Regions from separate parts of the Ovis aries genome. Here region 2 is linked to region 1. A link is a contact called in public Hi-C data. All regions are on one chromosome and are shown on one strand. The core of a region is the stretch at or near the end of the contact, and the rest is flanking DNA. Distances in the headings are between cores, read along the strand shown.

What was found. Hi-C and Micro-C count contacts between places; a contact is called where the count stands out from the background.
Region 2: a Hi-C map of liver shows a contact between it and region 1, with 3 times the contacts expected there. The contact joins the promoter of BPI here to the enhancer-like site in region 1. A contact is called at or near these places in 8 of 16 Hi-C or Micro-C datasets (hypothalamus, liver, mesenteric adipose tissue and 4 more).

Annotation. Positions count from the first base shown.
Region 1 is chr13:67,094,215-67,101,020 of ARS-UI_Ramb_v3.0, reverse strand. KIAA1755 (KIAA1755 ortholog) reads left to right here. Exons shown (of 16, transcript XR_009596116.1): 4 at 1,226-2,570; 5 at 3,054-3,251; 6 at 6,117-6,240. Among named protein-coding and RNA genes, the nearest start is that of KIAA1755, 19 kb to the left of the region's middle. Within about 2 kb of position 3,085, at least 5 of the 54 cell types and tissues checked have an H3K27ac peak or open chromatin away from gene starts, as enhancers often do.
Region 2 is chr13:67,158,662-67,165,586 of ARS-UI_Ramb_v3.0, reverse strand. BPI (bactericidal permeability increasing protein) reads right to left here and starts at 5,084. Exons shown (of 15, transcript NM_001306124.1): 1 at 4,902-5,084; 2 at 1,553-1,667; 3 at 144-272. The coding sequence starts at 5,031.

The sequences.
Region 1 (6,806 bases), core at 1,836-4,335:
AGAGACTTGTGGTTTATGGATAGAAAGTTTCTTGGAGACAGCCAAATCTGCAGTGTAACTGAAATGAACTGGCTTAACAACAAGGCAGGTACAGGTGTGGTCAGATCTCATCATTCCCCTGATTCATAATTCCAGAAAACACCTGCTTGATTCAGAGGGAGTCCAGTGTCATCCTCGGCAGGTCTCCCATACACTCATCCAAATCACATGAGAGTATTGGGGCTTGTTCGATCTGCAGGAATCAGACTCTTTCCCAAAAGTCAGAAAGAGAAAGACCTGTTTTCAGTTTGGTGGAGCTGTTGTTTCTGCTGATGCCACTTGGTGTCACTGTTGAACACTGGGCCCGCACAGCGCCAACTAAGTAACTGAGCATGCACGAACATCTACTTATTATATTTTATGCATTGCATTGTTTTTTAACAAACATACATGTATTTATGATCTCACTTAATCCTCATACCAACCCAATAATACCAATGTGTGTATTGGTATCTGAGCTGTCACTCAGCTGTGTCTGATTCTTTGTGACTCCCTGGATTGCAGCCAGCCAAGCTACTCCATCCATGAGATTTTTCCAGGCAAGAGTGCCTGAGTGGGTTGCCATTTTCTCCTCCAGGGGATCTTCCTGACCCAGGAATTGAACCTGCATCTCCTGCATTGGCAGGAGGATTCTTTACCACATGGGAAAGTCCTAATAATGCCAATATGTATCATTATTCCTATTTGCAAATAGGGAAGCTGAGGCTCAAAGAAATTATGTCATTTGCACAAGTTAGCAGTTCAGACCCTGGAACCCACATCTCTCTGGCCCTAAGTGGAGCGTTCATCTTGAACTGGGTTCAGAGGCGTTTTGATGGTTGGAGAGAAGGCAGCTGGCAGGACAATCCTCATGGAAAAGGCTTTTGCTACTGGTGCCTGGCACTCAGAGCTTTTCTCCCTTGGCCCAGTAGATGAGCAAGTATTGATATTTTCAAGGTCAGGGCCAGGACTAGGGGGAGCAAGCGGCATGGAGGGCCCAGCATTTAAGGAGGCGCTCCCTCTTGGGGCTGCGTGACTTGCAGGATGCTGAGAGTGGGGCCTCCTTGGATGCTGTGTCCTAGGCACCTTTCTTGTCTCACCTGAGCCCTCGACCTGTTCACTGTTCCTTCTGGGAGAGGGAAGGAAGAAACTCCTGGGTGGGGCTTTCAGAGCCCGATTCCCTGATGCTGTCCCCTCCTCTTTGCAGGCCCCCTACTCACACCGCCTCTTCCTGCACGAGGGCTGGCCGCTGTGCATGCGGGATGAGGTTGTGGTTCACCTGGCACCCCTCAATCCCCTCTTACTGCGCCAAGGTGACTTCTACCTCCAAGTCGAGCCCCGGGAGGAACAGTCCGTCTGCCTCACGATCAAGTGCCTCTCTGTGGACCTCCGCACAGTGGAAATGAAGTCTGTCCCTGAGTCATCCTATCCTATACTTTTCACCCAAGCCTGGCTAGAGGCCATCAACAGTGACTCTGAGGGCAGTCCCCTACACAACTGCCTGGTAGCTTCAGAAGATGGCATGGCCCCTGTGCCCTGGACCAAGATAACCAGCCCAGAGTTTGTGGATGACAGACCCCCAGCAGTGAATCTCCTCTCCCCAGCCTGGGCGTCCCTTCAGTTAGAGGCACTGGATTTGAGCAGCTCTCAAGAGCTGCACCAGGCCAGGTGCCCAGACAGGCAGGTGCTGCTTGTCCGGAGTTTGGGCAAGGGCAGGACACACAGGAACAAGTACCCAGGACTTATCAAGGTGGAGCAAGCTGGACCTGGGGAGGTGGGCTTCAGGGTGGACAGTGTGGCCAGCCAGGACCTGGAGGGAGAGTATGTGGCTCTTCTGGACTTTTCCCAAGAGAGCAGAGAAGGGTCTCCCAGTAAGGAGGTGGCGGCACCCAATGGGTGTCCTTTGGGGGCACCAGAAGAGCTATCTGGAACCAAGGAAATCCCTTTCTCTCAAAGGACGCTTCCTCTGTCAGGGGCCAATGGAGAGCCTTCCTTGGAAAAATGGGCTTGTGAGAAGCCTGAAAGCTTGAGGGAGAAACCCTGTGTTTGGGGCTTGAGGAGAAAGGCTAATGATAAAGTCCCTACCCAAGACTCAGAACACCAGCCCCTAGAGCCATACCTCAGCATCTTTGTAAACCCACTGCATTGTGCGTCTGGCCTCGGGACAGGTGCCTCAGAAGAGCCACCTACCTCCAAGACACAGGGCATTCTGGGAAACTCAGAGAGCATGGTCCAGCTCAAGCCAGGACCAAAACAAGCATCCTCTCCCCGGCTCTGCCCAGCTTCTCCTCTTGCTGCTCCAGCCTCCAAAACCAAGATGGAAGAGAGGACCAAACAGGGCAATGGGAGACTTGCCAAGCCTGTGACTAACCCCGGTAGAAACACTTCCTCTTCCAGGTCGCCCACTCCTGGGCTCAAATTCTCATTCTTAAAGGGGCAGAGGCAAGCCCCTGCGGCCCCAGAGAAAGCCTCGCTCCAGCATGACGGGCCCTGGAAAGTCTTGTGTTCACTCTACTCACCCAAACCCAACCGAGCCAAGTGCTTAGGGAAAGGTAAGATGCCCGCATGCTCAACTGGAGAGGGCAACTGTTCTCTGGATGTGATCAGGTGACAAGGTGGTGTAGGATGTCAGGGATGAGATTCATTTGGGCTGGGTCTGTCTCAGGGGTTTAGAGCATGGGGTGGCATGTCAAGAAGCTTAAGGTCTCTTGAGGCTGTAATTGAGCAAGATTCTGTGGTTGTGTTGAGACAGCCTGAGTCTACACCCCAGCTTGGCCATAAGCCGTCTGGGTGACCATGATCAAAGACTTAACCTCTGTAAGGCCAGGTCTCCCTCTCTGTGCAACGAGGATCTCATCTGCCTCCTCGAGTTGTTTTGAGGTTCAAAGACAACACCAGTAGTAAGGAGCTTAGCACAATGCCTGCCACATAGAAGGAGATCGATATTGTAAGCGCTTATCGTTAGGCAGAATGTGAGAAAACATTTTCCCTGGGAAAATCCATCTTCTGCAATATTCTTTGTTGTTTATCCGCAGCTGGAACAACTCAGACCAAAACATCTGGCCTAGACGCTGACTCAGACCCAGTGACGGAGGAAAAGGCTGACTTCCCAGAAGCTTCTGCAGGCCCTCCAGAAAAAAGCCCCGCTCTGGAAGAGGACCCCCCAGGGCTTGAGCCCAGGATTGGGGCCCTGAGCGTGGAGATCTTCCATTCCAGGATAGCATGCCTGCCAGGTCCTCAGGGGCTGTAGGGGCGAGTGGAGGTGAAGGGGAGGGAGCGGTGGGGGTGGGGATAGGGGTGGCTGAGAATCTTCTGATGCTGGTGGGTGTGGGGGAGGCAGGGAAGGTCCTAGATGCCTGTGTTCTGGACCAGGCCTCCCTGGGACTCAGATTTTTCATCTTTCCAATGAAGGAGGTTAAAGCAATTTCTAGGTATTCATTCATCCATCTATCCATTCCTCCCTCCCTCCATCCATCCATCCATCCATCCATCTGTCTTACTTCCAGTGAGGCCATCAAGGTGAATGTCTTAGGTCAGGTTCCCTAGAAGCAAAGCTTAAGACAGGGATCCCTTGGGGTAGTGATTTATTTTCCTGAAGGTTGCTTTCAGGAGAAGGGGAGTGAGAGAGGCAGGCAAGGCAGGGGAGAAGCTAAGCCAGGATGTGACCTGATTCTCTGGGGGTGGGGCAGCTCTGGAGCATGAATTACATCACAGAGATTGTTCTATCTTAAGGTTCAGGGGCTGACCTGTTGTACACCTGGATCTGTGAGTCATCAGCTGCAGGCTGATTCTGGGATGAGGATGCAAGTGAACCCGTGACCCAGTTCAGCGGAGGGCAATTCTTCAGACAAGGGGACATCTCTGGGCCAATGTACAGCCTGTAACTACAGTCTCTGGGGGATGAGTGCTCTGACCTGATAATGGGGGTCTGATTGGGGTGTCAACGTCATCCAGTACTGAGAGTGTTATCACTCTTGTTTAACATTTTTTCATCTTTGCAATAAAGATTTATTGAGCACCTACTGTGTGTCAGACCCTGGGCTTAGCACTGAGGCTTCAGCAGAGAACCAAGCCTGCTCTCAGGAAGCATATTCTGGGAGTAAATTCAACAGGTTATTACAGTAGATTATTATAATTCACTGTAAAATGTGACTATGTGGCATTACAGGGGGCTTTGGGAGGAGCGGTGAGGCCCCTGGGGTGCTTGGGGTAGAGGAGAGGTCAGGTAAGACTTCCTGAAGGAAGTGATGTGAAACTCAGTTCTGTAGTATGAGTAGGTGTCCTCTGTGTAACATGGTGGGGATGGTGTTCCAGTCAGAGAGAACAGCGTGTGCAGAGTTCTCCAAGCAAGAGAAACCACAGTGCTTTCTGGGAACTGACTGTCTTGCAAATCTGTTTTATTTCAGAGGCATCTAAATTTCTGCAGACATGTCCGGGGGGACACCGATCTGTCATTTTGTTTTCCTTTTTGAAAATATTTGTTTATTTATTTGGCTACCTTGAGTCTTAGCTCTGGCATGTGGGTTCTTTGTTGTGGGCTTCTCTCTAGTTGCAGCACGTGGGCTCAGTAGCTGCGGTGCTGGGGCTTAGCTGCCCGTGGCGTGTGTGATCTTAGTTCCCCAACCAGGGATCGAGCCCCTGTCCCCTGCATTGGAAGGCGGATTCTTAACCACTGGATCACCAGGGCAACCCCTGCTCTGTCATTTTAAAACTCCCAGAGGACATTGTCTGTCTTCTTGGTCATCTTTGTTGAAGCTCAAGCTGTTTGTTCCTATATTCATGCTAAGTTGCTTCAGTCCTGTCTGACTCTTTGCAACCCCATGGACTGCAGCCTGCCAGGCCCCTCTGTCCATGGAATTCTCCAGGCAAGAATACTGGAGTGGGTTTCCATGCCCTCCTCCAAGGGTCTTCCCTACCTGGGGATTGAACCTGTGTCTCTTATGTTTCCTGCATTGGCAGGTGGGTTCTTACCACTAGCACCATCTGGGAAGCCCTGTCCCCTTGTTAATTGTTCACAAAGTCTCACAATCCTTCTGTGTTCTAGATGGTTGCACCCGTGTGTAAGGCAACACTCGCAAAGGTGGTTAAGTTTGTGGAAGGCTTCATGAGCTACAAAGGGTCTCCCACACTTCCACACTGTGGAGGGTTGTACCTGCACGGAGTCGACAGTGCTCGCTGAAGGGCGGTCTTGAGTGAGGTGACTCTGGGGGTCAGGGCTGTGAGTCCAGAGCGCAGGATAGGCCCAGTTTCCAGTGGCCAGGGCCTCTTTCCCCCTGCTATACTCTCCCTTCCCCACAGTGTAGACAGACTGTGCTGACCCCCTGGGCCTCAGACTCTTGACCCTTGTGGGGAGCATGGGGCACACTGTCTGGATTCCTGGAACAGGAAATAGTCTGTGGAGAACTCATGGTTAGATGTCTGCAAGAATAAATAGTGGGACTTCCCTTACAGTCCAGACTCTGCGTGCAGGGGGCACTGGTTCAATCCCTGGTCAGGGAAGATCCCGCATGCTGCGTGGTATGGCCAAAAAAAAAAGAGTCAGCTGTGGAATGCACACTCACCACATGGGGGCTGAGATGAGGACAGAGATAATGGCTATTACAACAACTGCTGTTTATGAGGCCCTTGCCCTGTGTTAAATGTTTCTCAAGAACTGTTTCATTTAGTCTTTGAAATAACCTAATCTGCTCAGTCTTGTATTCTCCCCATTTAACAGATGAGGAAACTGAGGCTCAGAGACACACTGACTTGTCTAAGGACACAGAACAAGTCAGTGCAGAACTGGAACTTCAATTCCTGTCTGTGTGACCCCAAAGCTCATTCTGTGAGCTCTATTCTGCCCAAGGTGCCCAGGGCAAGGGGTGCCCAGAGGAGGGTGAGGCTGCCTACACATGGAGGATGGCTTTGGGGATGACTTTTCTGAAGAAGTAGCTTTTGAACTGGGTCTTGAGGGATGAATGGGAGTTCAGATGGAGAAGAGAAAGGGGATTCCAGACAGAGGGACCAGTACAGGCAAAGCCTAGAGGCCACAGAGCAGTTTCCTATAGAAGGGGCTCCACCAAAGTGCTCACTGCTCATGTGTGTGCTTTCTCTTCCAGGCGGTCGGGACAGGGCGGGGCGGCCCCTGCTTCTGGTGTCGACCACCAAGGGCCCCTGGGAGGCGCCATGGTGCACGGCCTCGGAGGTCACCAAGCTGTTTTCTTACCTGTGCGCCATCCCCAGGTAAGGGGCTGGGCCAGCCTGACCACCCCATGCCTCTTCGGCCTCTCAGCCCAGAGCCCAGCACCAGGTACCGTATGAAGAGACGTCACATCCTCTCAGTCCTGAGCCAGATGCTGGGAAGAAAGCAGGACAGACCGAAAAAGCAGGATAGTCCCTGCCACTGGGGCGTTCCCAGGCTGGCGGGGGAGATGGATGGTGTGCAAGGAACCAGCCATGGACCAGCAGCTCTCAGGAGTGTTAGTGTGGTGAAGAAAACAGGGATATCATAGATCAGTGCGGTGCTCAAACTCAACAGGCATCAGAACCATCTGGAGGGCTGTTAAAACAGATGGTTGGGCCCCACCTCCAGCGTTTCTGGTTCAGTCGACTGGTCTGCATAAGACCTGACGATGTGTATTTCTAACAAGTTTCCCGGTGATAGATATGGGTGGGCTGCAAACACATTTTGAGAGCCTCCATCGTAAAATGAAGGCCGAGGGGCGGTTAGTTTCCATTGAGAAATCAGGGAAGGCTTCCCCGAGGAAGTGATAATTGAGTTGGTGATGTACAGGGAAGCTTGGCATGCT
Region 2 (6,925 bases), core at 3,835-6,334, 63 kb before region 1:
GGAAAATTTTCCCAGTAGCTCTGAGGGGGCAGATGGTATTCGGCCAGGCAAAAATTGGGCATGCTTGAGATCTTGGCTCTCCCCTCTTCCAAGTATCACCAAGAGCTTACCCACACACTCAACAAACAAGCTTGGAAACGCACATGAAGTTCTTTCGTGCCTTCCATTTTCCTCTGATCTTGATACTGGCATCTCTGATAGAGAGATCAAGGCCCTCATCTGGCAACGGTCTGATCTGGGAATTGGGAAGATTGAATCCTTGAATAACCATGCTGCAAGGAGGAAACAATCAGTTAGTCTCCTCGGGGTCCCCACAAGGACTCAGTCAAGGGTCAGTGCAGACTCATTCCCCTCCAGCCTGGTCCTTTACCCCATCCCTTTTAAGAGAGCCCAAAAGTTATGACGAGAGCAGCCTTGGGAACTCTGTGGCTAGGCTTTGAAGTCAGACAAATCTGCATTTAAATCCTCCTCTTCAGTTTACTTTTGTGTGATCCTGGCCCCATCGCTTAATCATCCTGAGTCTCAGTTTCCTCATTTGCAAAATGGGCACAAAAACCTCTCTCTTGCAGGGTGTATGATGATCAGTGAAGATAACAAATGTAATTCCATTGACTACATGTTCTGTAAGGGGTGGAATGTGTCTGTCTTTTTTTCACTATTGTACAATAGCAAAGCCTGCTGAATCAGACACATAGTAGGTGCTCAAAAATATCTGCTAAGTGAGTGCATAAAATTCGTTAGAGGACATTTATGGGTTTTCTCCCCAGCACCCACATCCCTCTCTTGTTGATAACACAACTGCCATTTTTACTTTGGGGGAACTCTTCCCCACATCTAGCCCAAGCTGCTCCCAAGAAAGTTGACTTCACAGGTCATCTTCGGGGGGTGGAGCCTGAGACTTCAGTACAAGCTCATCCATGTTTTCTATTCCCTGGCCACAGTGATTGGTTCAGCAGTGTGTATGGACCTAAAATGGACCAATCAGAGTGAATCCTAGGAGTTTTGCTTGAGTAAGAAGACAGTGCCTTCCTCTTACAGGGCTGGGAATGCTGAGAAGATGCTGATGGCCTCTGTATAGGGACATCCTACCCGAGAACTAGCCTTTCCAGAGGGAAGAGATGCTGAGAGATGGCAAGAGAAAAACAGGGTCCAGTGATATTTGGGCCTTCCTCAAGCTGAACCTGAAGCCAGATGATTCCAGGGACATCTCAGTCCTCTGAGCCCCTACATTTTGGTTAAGGTCATTTCTGATTAGGTTTTCTGTCATAGAAACCTCACCTCCACCCCTAATCCCAGTTAACATAAGGGCTTGGCACAGTTTGGGGATTTATGACATCCCTTCGGGAGTCATAGTGAGTGCCTGAAAGACAGTTTGGGTGGTTTCTTCTACATGCAGCTTGGGGACTGTATCCCCTCAGAATGATGTAAACATTAGCTTTAGGATCCTCTAACCTCTCTGAGTCTAGGAATTTGTGACTCTATGAGTCTAGGTCTTGGTGGCCCCAACACACGACAGTCCTGAACACGGAGGACTGAGCTGGACAGGGCTTACCTGAAGAAGCTGTATTGCCCTTTCCCGAGGTATTTTATCTTAAAGTTTCCTGAGAAAGTGGGAATTGTTATCTTCTCCAGCTCTTTCTGCAGAGTAAGCACTCCCTGCTGGCAGGCTGAGAGGAGAGAGAGGAAGCAGAGGTCAGAGGCATGTAGCTGGTTCATAGCAGAGATGGTGGGATTGGAAAGGTCTATAGCAGGGCTCAGTTAAAGGCTGTTGTCAATGCCCCAATAATAAACATTTTCTGTTTTTTAGATCTTACTCTCTCCGTCACAACCACTCAGCTTAGAGGTTATTGTACAAAAGCAGCCATAGACAGTAAGTCAATGAATAGATATGGCTTTGTTACAATAAAACTTTACTGATAGAAAATGAAATTTGAATTTCACATCAGTGTCGCTAGTGGTAAAGAACCCGCCTGCCAGTGCAAGAGACATGAGAGACATGGGTTCAATTCCTGGGTCAGGAAGATCCCCTGGAGGAGGGCATGGCTACCCACCCCAGTATTCTTGCCTGGAGAAACCCATGGACAGAGGAGCCTGGCTAGCTGAAGTCCATGGGGTCGCAAAGAGTCGGACACTGAAGACTGAAATAACTTAGTGTACATAGCACACACATCATTTTCACACGGCCTGAGACAGGATTCTCCTTTTAATTTTTCTCCAGCCATTTAAAAATGTAAAAGCCATGCTTAGGCCAACTAGTTTGCCATGCTTATTCGCCAACACTTAGTTTGAAATATCACCCGCTCCAAACACCCAGTCATGCATCCTGTGGGTGTTTATTGATCATCTGCTCTGTGCTCTTCCCTCACAGACACTGTGTCTGTCTGGGTTTTGGACTCTCTCACCACAGGATCTTTGCATGCACCTTTCCCACTGCCTGGGAAACCTTTTCCTCTCATCTTCACCTGGTCAGCTTCTAGTCATCATTTCTTCTAGGAACTTTCTCTGGTTCGTCAGAAGAGTGTGATCCTGCTTGTTATCATTCTTACAATGCTGTGGATATCTCTTTTGGAGCTCGCATTACCTTTTGTAATTATGCAACTATTCATGTGATTTTTCAATTAATATATCTCTCCCCTACTAGATGTAAGCCGCCCAAGGCCAGAGACGGATGTCACAGATGTCTGCCACATTTACCACAGAGACTAGAACTTAATACCTGATGGATGACTAAACGAATGAATGTCCCCAGGGTCAGGAATTCTGCCATCCTTTATTATGTGCAAACAAGTTAAATGAGAAGAATAAGCGGTAAAATGATGGATCCCAGGATTTGTGTTTTTCCAAGAGCCAGTTAAGCATAGTAATAATAATAGTAACAACAACAACAACATTTATCAGGTTCTTACTCTGTTCCTGGCACAATTCTGGGCTCCATGCGTGTATTAAGTTACATACGTGTAACTGAACATAGGCGAATCTGAACAATCCTGGGTAGTAAGTCTGGTTGAAAAGAACTGATTTCAGACCCAGATCTCCCACACTGCAGGAAGTCTTTACCAACCGAGCCACGAGGGAAGAAGCCCAGTGGGTCTTTTAACCTCCCAATTCACAGACAAGGAAACAGACTCAGAAAGGTGACCACACAGCTGACAGCTGAGGGAGGCAGCATCTGAATTCAGGCCTTCTGTTTCCAGAGCCCGCGCCCTGGGACAGGCCTTCTGGGGGTCCAAAAGTAAACCAGACATAGACTGGCACTGCCCAGAGAGAAATGAAACTGTGGGATGGCCACCATCAGTGGATCTGCAGGGGCCAGGTCTCGAAGGGTCTCTAAGGCCAAGCCCAGGACGCCTTCTGAAGGCACTCGGGAGCCGCTGAATAGTGTCAGTAATGAGGGTCCTGAACCGCTCCACTGCACTTCAGGACACTCATGATGGCTGTATGGGGTGTGAGTAGAAGGCGGGACCGAGGCTGCTCTGACAGAATGTGAAGACTTTTAGGCTTAAAGGCTGAGCCCAAGTCTCTGCTCCTGGGAAGCGACCAGAGGCGCTCCAGGTCTGAGTACAGGGCAGGGGCATAATCTTTTCTCCTAGCTCACTGGGAGCCTTCCGTCTGCAACCCTGGGATTCACAGGTGTCCTGCCTGGGCTGGGGTAGGAATTCAGGGATGGAATGCCAGGTGTCCTGTCCTGGGCTTTCCTGATAGCTCAATTGGTAAAGAATCCACCTGCAATTCAGGAGACCCTGATTCGATTCCTGGTCAGGAGGATCCTCTGGAGAAGGGATAGGCTACCCACTCCAGTATTCTTGGGCTTCCCTTGTGGCTCAGCTGGTAAAGAATCCACCTGTAATGCAGGAGTCCTGGGTTCGATCCTTGGGTTGGGAAGATCCTCTGGAGAAGGGAAAGGCTACCCACTCCAGTATTCTTGGGCTTCCCTTGTGGCTCAGCTGGTAAAGAATCCACCTGTAATGCAGGAGTCCTGGGTTCGATCCTTGGGTTGGAAGATCCTCTGGAGAAGGGAAAGGCTTCCCACTCCAGTATTCTGGCCTAGAGAATTCCATGGATTGTATAGTCCATGGGGTTGTAAAGAGTTGGACACGACTGAGCAACTTTCACTTCACTTCACTTCGGTCCTGTCCTGATTCCCCTGGGGGTCCACCGCCCCTGAGAGCCTGCCTTCTCCTGGGTCTGATGTCGCTGGCACCAGCTGTCCCCCACTGTTCTGCAGGTCATATCTCTGCCACCGAGAGGCAGCATTGAGCAGCCCCACGCCGATACTTCACAGACCAGAGCTCAGATCCAGGCCACCTCCTTCCCCCTCCCTCCTTCCAGTCTGTCTGCTCATCTGTAAAGGCCACTAGTAACATTTTGTGCTTTTGGCATAGTGCCTGGCACTGATCTGAGCAGGTCAGGAGGCTGCTTCATAACATTCTCTGCTGCGTCTGGGCCTGAGGGAGTGGCCTGGGGGGATCCTCTCTGTGGCACCCGGCTGGCTACTGTGCAGAGTGTGGCTGCCAAGCACCCCCGCTCTTCATGGAGCCGAAGCTCGGCCCACGCTGAGGACTGAGCCAGGGGCTGCCAGACGAGTATCAGGGCTGAGAACCAGCTAGGAAGGAAGTGAAGGGCCCAAGCCCGAATCGGGTATTGGGTAGAGGGAGGGGGACCATGAGGGGCCTGAGCACTGGACTCAGAGTCCTCCAGACTAGGGTTCCATCCCCTCCGCTGCGGCTTCCCAGCTCTGTGACCCTGGGTGACTCACCCTGGCCCAGCTTCTTGCTCTGTAAGACAGGGTGAGAGGGCCTCCTTGAAGGAGCAGTGAGCAGGCCATACTCTGGATTAAAGGGCTGCACACAGCAGGTGCTCAGTCAGTGATGGGAGAGAAGGAAAGGAAGGCAGCCAGTTACCGTAGTCCAGGCCTTTCTGGGTGACCCTGGCCACGATGCCTGGGTTGGTCGTCGTTGTCACAGCCGTGCCCAGGGCGACCAGCACCACCAGGGCTGCCCACCTCCGCGCGCTGCCAGGGCCGCGGGCCATGTCTTCGTCCTGCAGAGCTGCCAAAACCTCGAGGTCCTGGAGGGGAACCAGGGACCTATAAAGGAGGCAGCTGTGGAAATGCAAGTCAGGAGAACAAGAAAGGAGGAAGGAACACGAGCAGGGCCGGAAGAGGGGCGGGCGGCCGCCTGCCTGCGGTTCCCCACTGTATGGCTGGGGCCACAGCCCCAGAACAGCCAGCACTGAAGCCTGGGAGCCGTGTGTGTGTGTGTGTGTGTGTGTGTGTGTGTGTGTGTGGCATGTGTGTATGTATGTGTGATGTATGGTGTGTATGTATGTGTGGTGTGTGTGGTTGTGTTTGGGGTGTGTGTGTGGTATGGTATGTTTTATGTATGTGTGATGTGTGTATGCATGTGTAGTGTGTGTGTGGTGTGGTGTGTGTGTGTATATATGTGGTGTATGTATGTATATGTGGTGTGTGTGTGGTTGTGTTTGGGGTGTGTTTGTGTATGTGGTGTGGTATGTTGTATGTATGTGTGAAGTGTGTATGCATGTGTGGTGTGTGTGTGTGTGGTGTGTGTGTATGTATGTTTAGGGGTGTGTGGTATGGTGTAAGTGTATGTATTGTGGTATGTATGTATGTGTGGTGTATGTATGCATGTGTGATGTGTGTATGGTATGGTGTGTGTGGTGTGTGTGGTTGTGTTTGTTGTGTATGTATGTGATGTGGTGTATTGTGTGTGTGATGTGTGTATGCATGTGGTGTGGTGTGTGTGGTGTGTGTGGTTGTGTTTGTTGTGTGTGTATGTATGTGATGTGGTGTATTGTGTGTGTGATGTGTGTATGCATGTTGTGTGGTGTGTGTGGTGTGGTGTGTGTGGTGTGTGTGTGGTGTGGTGTGTGTGGTATGTGTGTGGTGTGGTGTGTGTATGCATGTGGTGTGGTGTGTGTGGTGTGTGGTGTGTGTGTGGTGTGGTGTGTGTATGTATATGTGGTGTGTGTGTATGGTGTGTGTGTGTAGTATGTGTAAGTCGAGACTTCTGGCTGTGAGTGTCATTCCCTTTCCTTTCCCCCCTCCCTGAACCCTCCACCCAAATCCCTCCATCCAAGAACTTCTGGGAAGCTGGGTGGTAGAGATATCAGAGTTGATTATATTGTCTTTTTTTTATGCTTTACTGAGGTATAATTGGCAAAATTGTACACAGTTGCTCCTTGAACAGCACAAGTTTGAACTGTGCAGGGGCATTTGTATACGGATTTCCTTCAATAAATATGTACTGCCGTCCTACACCACCTGTGGTTGGTTGAATCCATAGATGTGGAACCTCAGATATGATGGAACTGCGTATATGGAGGTCAGACTCTTAAGTTATACTCGAATTTTCAACTGCTTGGGATGTGGGAGTCAGCACCCCTAGCCTTGCATTGTTTAAGGGTCAAATGTACATTTAAAGTGTATAGTGTGATAATTCAATATATGTATACATTGTGAAGTGATTGCCACAACCAAACTAATTAACTCATCTCTCTCTTCACGTGGTTATCATTTGGTATGTGTAGTGAGAATGAAGATTTACTCTCTTAACAAATTCCAAGTGTATAGTATTCTTAACTGCAATTATCATGCTGTGCATTAGATCCCCAGAACTTACTCATTTTATGACTGAGACTTGTATTTTTCTTTCTACTTCTGATTTCCTTGGTGTTTTCCACAGTAAAACCTTTAAGGAAACAGAGCCTGAAGCATTTTCTTGTTCTGAGAGGCAATAGTGGTAATAATTAAATGCTTGAATTTTGAGTCTGGTATTTTAACTGGTTTTAAAGCTCAGCTTTGCCACTCTGTGGTGGTTTGACCTTGGTCAAGCCCCTTAACCTCTCTGAACCTCAATTCCTCTTTGTAAAGTGAAGATAACCAGAGTACACCCCCCACCTCGGG